Regions from separate parts of the Mus musculus genome. Here all the other regions are linked to region 1. The links are chromatin contacts, called in public HiChIP or PLAC-seq and promoter capture Hi-C maps. All regions are on one chromosome and are shown on one strand. Each heading gives the region's core, a stretch centred on a gene start, on an enhancer-like site or on the middle of the called end of the contact. The rest is flanking DNA. Distances are from core to core; before and after follow the strand shown. Region 1 holds the start of Plk1 (polo like kinase 1). Region 2 holds the start of Prkcb (protein kinase C, beta). Region 3 holds the start of Cog7 (component of oligomeric golgi complex 7).

Evidence for each region. HiChIP or PLAC-seq counts read pairs in DNA pulled down with a chosen protein or histone mark. Capture Hi-C pulls out chosen DNA fragments and counts their contacts.
Region 2: a contact with region 1 is called in an H3K4me3 HiChIP or PLAC-seq map of embryonic stem cells, with 18 read pairs. The contact joins the promoter of Prkcb here to the promoter of Plk1 in region 1. A contact is called at or near these places in 1 of 484 Hi-C or Micro-C datasets (embryonic stem cells), 3 of 115 datasets of contacts at active chromatin or transcription factors (the SCID.adh cell line, embryonic stem cells and memory CD8 T cells) and 2 of 9 other capture datasets (adipose tissue and liver).
Region 3: a contact with region 1 is called in a promoter capture Hi-C map of liver. The contact joins the promoter of Cog7 here to the promoter of Plk1 in region 1. A contact is called at or near these places in 4 of 39 promoter capture datasets (cranial neural crest, hippocampal neurons and liver), 4 of 484 Hi-C or Micro-C datasets (cortical neurons, macrophages and nephron progenitors), 3 of 115 datasets of contacts at active chromatin or transcription factors (the SCID.adh cell line, embryonic stem cells and extraembryonic endoderm stem cells) and 3 of 9 other capture datasets (adipose tissue, liver and pancreatic islet).

The regions. Positions count from the first base shown.
Region 1 is chr7:122,157,876-122,160,711 of GRCm38.p6, reverse strand. It overlaps Plk1 (polo like kinase 1), which reads right to left and starts at 1,277. Exons shown (of 10, transcript NM_011121.4): 1 at 762-1,277; 2 at 8-176. The coding sequence starts at 1,169.
Region 2 is chr7:122,287,694-122,290,513 of GRCm38.p6, reverse strand. It overlaps Prkcb (protein kinase C, beta), which reads right to left and starts at 1,389. Exons shown (of 17, transcript NM_008855.2): 1 at 997-1,389; 2 at 1. The coding sequence starts at 1,169.
Region 3 is chr7:121,980,217-121,982,980 of GRCm38.p6, reverse strand. It overlaps Cog7 (component of oligomeric golgi complex 7), which reads left to right and starts at 1,288. Exons shown (of 17, transcript NM_001033318.3): 1 at 1,288-1,564. The coding sequence starts at 1,396.

The sequences.
Region 1 (2,836 bases), core at 28-2,527:
ACCTCACCTATTTTCACCTCCAGATCCTCGTTCAGGAAGAGGTTGCCCAGCTTGAGGTCCCTGTGAATGACCTGATTGCGGTGCAGGTACTGGCAGCCCAGGACTATCTGTCGCAGGTAGTAGCGGGCCTCAGGCTCGGTCAGTGCCTTCCTCCTCTTGTGCAGCTCCAGGAGGGACTGAGGAGGGAGAAAGAGGTCACTGAAGTCCAAGAAGAGTGGCTAGCTGGATGTGGCTAGGACTAGACGCTCGGAGTGGAGAGTCTTAGCAGGTTTCTGATAGTTCTACCCATACACTGGTTGGTCACTATCATTCACCAGACCCTCTCCTGAGTCTTCTCTCAACCCCACTCTCGACTCCCCTACCCAGGGCTTCCTCCTGGCAGGAGATTCCCTCCCTTTCCTGAAAGCTCTAAAATCTGACTCCAAACAGCCGCCCCCTCCCCCGACCCTGCCCCACTCCGGAAGTTAGAGGTGCGTGGCACACCAAGCCTGGGACCCTTCCTTAGCCACTTTATGAATCCATTTCCTGTACCGACTCGCTGCCTTGCGTCTGGGAGCTCCATCCCTAATAGCAACAGGATCTGGTCTCGGTTTCCCCAGAACCCCGGCCTCAGCAGTTCGGAGTGCCAAGTACCCTCGCTAGAAGCCTTTCCATAAAAGTTTGAAACCCAACCACTCCTCTAGGTCACTCCAAAACCTCGGTGCCCCTTTGTCAGCAAGTTCCAGGTGTGGGAGCCCCAGCACTGCGACTGAAACACTCACCCTCCTGCGACAGAGCTCCAAAACTACAAATACAAAGTCGCTGTCCTCAAAAAAGTCATGGAAGCCTACGACGTGTTGGTGTGCTAGGCTGCGGTGAATTGAGATCTCCATAGACATCTTCTCCTTCTGGTGGGGCTTGAGCAGCAAAGACTTAGGCACGATCTTGCCTGCGAACACCTCTTTTGTGTCTGCGTCTGAGATCTCGAAGCATTTGGCGAAGCCTCCTTTACCCAGAAAGCGCCCCCGTACATACTGCCGCCGGCTGCGTGGGTCCACTAGGACCTCCGGAATTTCTTTCGCCAGCGGGGCGGCCACTGGGGCACCGGGAACTGCATCTCCCGGAACCCCACCTTTCCCGAGGTCGGCTGGTGCTCGAGCCAGCTTTCCAGCTTTGGCCGCTGCATTCATGATGCCGAAGTTGCTCCACGAACCTGGCTGAGTCGGTGCAGAGGGTCCTGCTCTGCTCCGCTCCTCCCCGAATTCAAACGCGGCGCTGGGAACGTTACAAGGGCCTGCGCGTTGCTGATTGGCCGCGGGGATTTAAAATACAAACCCGCCCAGCGCGCGGCACCATGGGAGTGCTCTACGGCGCAGCCGCCTTTAAACTCCGATCTTGCCGGCGAAATTTTTAATGGGCAGGGACTGGAGGACTGCGTTTGCTCAGGATTGCCTGGGAAACCAGGAACGAAGCAACTACGTGAAGATCCCTAGAAGAACAGGATTCTGTCCTGCTTTCTGCTCCTCGGCTGGGGCGTGCTCATGTGGTTCACCTGCGCCTCCTCCAGGGGCTTCTCCTAACTGTTAAGATCTAACACCTTCCTCCACCGGACCCGGCCTTCTAGAACTGAAACTCCAGGCCAACCGGTAGCTTGAGAGTGCACCGCCTCCGCGGTGGACAGCCCTCTCCCCGGCTAGCCTAAATAAACCCAAAACTGAGCAAGCTCAGCAGGCAGATGCACCTTCACGGCGCAACGGACCGATCTCCTCTGTGGCACTAGGGGCTCCCAGCCCCTGAGAAGTAACTCAACCCTTCTCTTGAACAACGCAGGAGGCCAGCAGCATCTGCAGCACCTGGAATTCCCTAAGAAGGCAAAGGAGGGGCGTGGGTTCAGGATTACAAGTTAGCCGAGATCAGCCTCAGCTACCGCTCCACTAACCCCAAAGGAAAGAAACTTCCCAGGCATGACCTGCCGGTCAAACAAGACCTTCAGATGATTCCTATGCCCTGTGATATGTAAGAAACACCGGACGTCTGCCCCGCGATGCAAGGTTACCTGGGTTGTTCCAAGTTGTGTGGCCCAGAGCCCCAAATAGAAAAAATTAATTTTTTAGTCAGAGGTGGGGGGGTAGCTGGTTAGAAGAGTGCTAGCATGCCGGTATACCAAGGCCAAGTCTGCCCTGCCGAAGTGTCCGTTCAGCCTTCACTTAGGAAAAAAAAAAAATGAGCCGGGGCGTAATGGCACACACCTTTAATCCCAGCACTGGGGAGGCAGGCGGATTTCTGAGTTCAAGGCCAGCCTGGTCTACAAAGTGAGTTCCAGGACAGCCAGAGCTATACAGAGAAACCCTGTCTCGAAAAAAAAAAAAAAATGGATTTACAACATGTAAAAAGAGTGGCCACACAGAGCAGGCGTGTGGCTTTTCATAGAAAAAAACGGCCAGCTCTGGTCACTGTTCCCAGACACCCTCTTTGCCCCCCTGCCTATCTGGGCACTTAAGTGATACCTTCCGTTAGAAGCTGTTGTTGCTCTAGTTCCCCCAGGAGGGTCTTAGCAAGATCCAATTGCTGGATTGAGCAAAAAATGGCAGTGCTGCTGTCTTTCCCAGTCTCTGGGTAACGATTGTACTTTCTGAATAAGGCAGAGCTTTGTCTCCAAAAACTTAAGCTTGCCAGGAGTGGGCATGCACCCTCAATCCCAGTGCTGGGGAAAACAGGCAGGCAGGCCTCTGAATTCTAGGCTAGACGCGCACACACATGCGCACACGCTTCTGCGTGTCAGAGAACATGCAGGAGAGTCAGTTTTGCAGGAGAGTCAGTTTTCTCCTTCTACCATGCAGGTTAGGTATATGGGTCT
Region 2 (2,820 bases), core at 140-2,639, 130 kb before region 1:
CCTGTAAAAGCACAAGAGGGAGTATCAGTCTGAGGGGTCCAGTTACCAGCTAGTTTCACACAGTCGCCCTCTCCCTTCCCACTGTCCCTCTACCCCAGGGGCAACCTCCTAGCTACAGCCTGGTCTCCAAGGTGTCTTCCACCTTGGATGGGATTGGGAGGTACACTACCGGAGCTTGGCAGTAACCCCCACCTCACATCTCCCCTGCAGTACAGAGGCGACCACGACCACCAGGTGGCAGGATGCGAGGGTGCATTTCCGCCCGGGTGGGGGCGGAAGGCGGGCTGGATATTTGCCCAAGGAGATGCCGGGAGTACCCTCAAGGAAAGAGAAAAGGACCTGTCTAGGGGGAGGATGATAGGGACTTCACCACGGTGGTAACACCTGAGGGGCTAGGGGGCGGGGGGAAGGTCCCCCCATGCTTGGAGGGGCAGAGGGAAGAAAGGGGCCCTGCAGCGACTTGAGGGTGAGAACCAAGGAATGAAAGGGGTGCTCAAGACTCTGGAGGCGAAGTAAGAGATAACCCAGGGCACTGCTCTAGGGACGCAGAGGGAAGGATGCTCCACGCCCCGGGGAAGTAGAGGACACCCCAGAGAGCTGCCCCGGAAAGGAGGGGTGAGGGTGAGAGCTCCTCGAGCCCGGAAGGAGGCAGAAAGATCGGGAACCTCAGGCGAGAAAGACACCCGCGGAGCTGCCCTGCCGAGGAGGGACAGCCACACTGAGCCCTGAGCCAGGTGTCGAAAAGGCGCCTGCAGCGCTGTCCCTAGGCGCTCGGGCGACAGAGTGCAAGAGGGCAGAAGGCGCCTGGCGGCCAGCCGTCTGGGAGCAGAGAACCCAGCACCTGAGGGACTGGCCATCCGGGAGCGCAGGGCATAAGGGTCCAGCGGGATGGGGGTGATCACACGGCTCCTCCCCCCGGGGGCAACAACAGGGGTCCCCATGCGTGTCGCTGCCCTCTAGGGCCCCAGGCAGGTGGCCCGCGCGGCGCACTCTCACCAGATGAAGTCGGTGCAGTGGCTGCAGAAGGTGGGCTGCTTGAAGAAGCGGGCGGTGAATTTGTGGTTCTTCACCTCGTGCACGTTCTTCTGCCGGAGGGCGCCTTTGCGGGCGAAGCGCACTGTGCTCTCCTCGCCCTCGCTCGGCGGCGGCCCCGCAGCCGGGTCAGCCATCTTGCGCGCGCGGGGACTGGGGGGAGCCCCGAGAGGTGGCGGCCCCGGGGCGGCGGGACCGCGGGGCTGCAAGCCCGGAAAGGCGCGGGACTAGGCGGCCGCTGCTGCCGCCCGGGGACCGCAGGGCCGCGCTGCCCCTTCGCGCCGGCTCTGGCGGCGGCCGCGCGCGCGTAGCTGGGCTGTCACTCGCCCAGCTGCTGCCGCTGGTCCAGCTGTGCTTGGCACCGCTGGCCCCAGCTGCGGGGGAGGGAGGCGGAGCCCCAGTGTAACCCCGCCTCCCTCATTTGCATGAAACCCAGGCCCCGCCCAGAGCCGCCAGCTGCTTTACATATCGGCACCACCAGTACCACCAGCAGAGACACACACAGACACACACACACACATACACGTACACCGCAACCCGCAGGCCTCCCAGCCAAGTGTTCTTAGCCGCAGCGCTGCGGCGCGAGGACCGCAGTCTGCGCTGGACAGATCTGAGCCGCGCCCCTGGCACCCTGTCCTAGGCCCTGGGGTGCGTTAAGATGAGCACCTCGGTTGATCCAGCAATGACCAAACGCCTAAGGACCCAAGGGGCTCAAGGAGATGAGGGTTGAACAGGCTGGAAGCAGCCAGTTTCACCTTGGCCTCTGCAGAGACTGGTACCCAGCACCCTCCATCCATCATCCCATTGGTCATTCGGCATGCGTCTCCTGGAGGGATGGGCTTTCATTGTCACTCATCCGGAAAGGCCTGTGGCCACACACACACACACACACACACACCAAGGTCTGCAGAGGTAGGGGAGGACTATACATATATGCATATGTATATATGTATATATCCACCACAAAGACTTGTCTCCACTTGCTCGAACACTTAGAACTCTCTCCACAAAAAGACAGTTTCCCCAACCCCAAAATGGCTGGGCTAATGATGACAGGAGACAAATTTAATAAATGAGCGTTTCCCTACATTTCATTCACTTTTGTCCCTTCTGGTCATACTTGTGCAGTCTGTTAAAACAAAAGTCTATGTGATTGGAAATACCTAGGTTTGTGTGGGTTAAGATCTCCCCAGGTGCTGTCCTCACACCTGGGGCCTTCTTGTATTTGTTAGGAGAGATTTCAAATGTTCAGGGAACATTAATATCCAACGCCATACTCCCCTTGATGCCACTTGAAGGATGGGAAGATAACCAATGATACGACATTGCATGTTATATAAGGCACTGCATCTAAATCTCCCTCTGGTGTGATGCTCTACAGCCTGGGGATGAAAAATGGCATCTGACCGAACTCTTCCACACGTCCCCGGCATTGTTAATGACACCTTCATGTCTCCTGGTGTTGAGTTTAGCATCTGACAGCTCCTACAAGCCCAGTGAGCACTGCTTGAGTAAGTAACAGAATGGAAGAAGGTTACCTGTACCATGCATGACCTGTAAATGTGCAAAAATTAAAACTAAACATACAGGGTGTCAGGGAGGCTTGTGCACTGTCTCATTCGGTCACAACCATAACCTGTATAGACCAGGTAAGTTCTGTGAATAAGCAAAATTAGATGGAAGTGAGTAAGGGGTACACAGTCTCGGGGTTGTACAATGGAGGCTGTCCAGACTACAAAGTGCACTGGTGACAAAGGGTTGGGCCTCTGTAGTGGCAGAGCCTGGATA
Region 3 (2,764 bases), core at 39-2,538, 180 kb after region 1:
TACAATCTGGATCCAGAACTGAGAGAAAACGTGAACTTCGTCTTCTGGCTTCTTTTGCTTATTACCTTTAGCTGTATCCATTCCCCACAACACCATGTCCTCCTTTTGGGTACTGTACATATTTTTAAGTGCACATATACTCTTCTCCATGACAGACAAATATTAAGGCCATAGCAAGTCTCTGTACATTTAGAACAGAGTCATAATATGTGTTCCTGATACACGGAATTAAATTAGAAACCAACGCTAGAACATGCAGTGGTGGCTTAAGCCAGAAATCCCAGCATGTGGGAGGTTCGATCTTTGAGGCATGGGTTTGAGTTCTAGGATAGAAGAACGGAACCCGTCTTTAAAAACAACAAACAAACAACAACATCCTCACAACAACAACAACATCCTCTACTTTGCTATACTAGACAAGAGCAAAAAAAAAAAAAAAAATCGGAGAAAGAAAGGAAGAAGGAAGAAAGGTAGAAAGAAAGAAAAAACCTAACTAGTAAAGAAAATGATGGAAAATGAGTGGAAGAATTGGAGGAAAAGTAATTTTTGAAGATTATTGAAGATTACTGAAATTAGACCAGAGTTAGGGGAGACCATTATCAAATCTATAGAAATCTATGAGGAGAGATGGTCCAGCGGTTAATAGTACTGGCAGCTCTTCCAGAGGACCTGCGTTCCACTCCCAGCATTGATAACCACATGTAACATCCCACTTCCAGGAGATCTTTCATTCTCATCTGGCCTCTGCCCGCACCAGACAGGCAAGTGGGTCACACACATACAGAGGCAAAACACTCCATATAAAATAAAATAAAATTAAAAAAAAAACCAAACTGCTGCCGGGCGTGGTGGCGCACACCTTTAATCCCAGCACTCGGGAGGCAGAGGCAGGCGAATTTCTGAGTTCGAGGCCAGCCTAGTCTACAACGTGAGTTCCAGGACAGCCAGGGCTACACAGAGAAACCCTGTCTCAAAGCAAAACCAAACCAAACCAAAAAACCAAAAAACCAAAAAACCCAAACTGCTGTATGCATTTAGTGAGGACGGAAAACTAGCAACATTACTCCTACATACAGAGTTTATATTTCTCAGCTGCTCCCTTCTCAGACGTCAATCTTCTAGTCTTGAGGAAACACGCGTTTACTTAGTTTACTGCTCGACAAATAAGAGCAGAAAACGAACTGTCGTACCTGTCCGGACTGCGCGAAGCTCGCTGCTCTAACAGGAACAGTTGCTATGGTAATAGGCACCGACTTCCGGAAGAAGTACGGCGCGCGACGAGGGACATTCGGCCTCGGCGCGAGTGCGCTGACGGGGCGGCAAGTAAAGCTTGGTGGGTTTCGACGGGTGTCCCGAAGGCGGTGTCGCTCGGCGCCAACCCGGAGACCGCGCGCCATGGACTTCTCCAAGTTCCTGGCTGACGACTTCGACGTGAAGGACTGGATTAATGCGGCCTTCAGAGCCGGCCCCAAAGACGGGGCGGCGGGGAAGGCGGACGGTCACGCAGCCACCCTGGTAATGAAGCTGCAGCTGTTCATCCAGGAGGTGAACCACGCCGTGGAGGGTGAGCCACGCAGACGCCCACCCGCCCGCCCCGGCACCCGACTGCAGGACCGGGCCCAGGGGCCAAGCCTCTCCTTTGGTGGGAAAGCGAGCCCTGCAGTAGTCTGAGTTAGGTCTAGGCTTTGGTGTTCACGTCCGACGATGCCATAACATTTCCTTTAAAAACTAAAAACTAAAAACAAAAAAAAAACCCCAATAATAATAATAATAACAATCTGGGAGTGGTGGCGACCGCCGTTAATTTCCGCACTGGGGAGGTGGTGCTGGACGGTCAGGAATTCAAAGCCAGCTTCAGTTGCAAAGTGAGTTCGAGGCCGGCCTAGGCTATAGGATCGCTCTCGCCGGCTCTCGCACGCTCTTTTACTCTTCCTTCTCCTTCCCCCTTCTTATTTACAGTCTCACTCTGTCGCCTAGGTTCGCCTCAAACTCGCCTTCTGCCCCAGCTTCCCTAATTCTGGCATTACAGATATGTGCCCCCCCCCCCCAAAAAAAGCTCTTTGGGTTTGGAGTAATTGCTCAGTGGTTACTACTCTTGTAGAGAACCTAAACTTAATTCTCAGCACCCACATCAGTTGGCACACAACTACCTGTAACTCCAGTTCCATGGGATTCAGTGGCCTCCTTGGGCATAAACACTCACATGCACATACTGACACACAGACAAACATGGGTGAATGTAATTAAAAAATAAATCTTGAAAGAAGGCCTTTTGGAGGTGGTGGGGTAGATAGACTCTCATGTAACCCATACTGGCCTTGAATTTGCTCTATGATGGAGGGTGACCTTGAACTCTTGATCTTCATGCCTTTGATTCTGAAATTCTGGGATTATAGACATGTTCTGTCATGCCTGGCATAAAGAGTCACTTTTGAGAGCATTTAATAGTTAACTGGTCCTAGTATTTAGCAGTATATGAGAATGACACAAATCCATTAATATATCTTTGTAAGCTAAGGAAGATGGGCCATCCTGAATGAAGACTTTAACTGTGTGTGTGTGAGAGAGAGAGAGAGCGAGAGAGAGGAAGAAAGAGAGAATGAGAGAGAGAAGACGAGAGAGAGGGGGGGGAGAGAGAGAGAGAGAGAATGAGAGAGAAAGAGAGAATATATGTTGCTGAATCAGTGCTCCTCCTTGCTGCTTCACTGTGTTGAGGACACAGTACCACATAGATAGCCTGGGTTATGGTGCTGCAGCTTGGTTT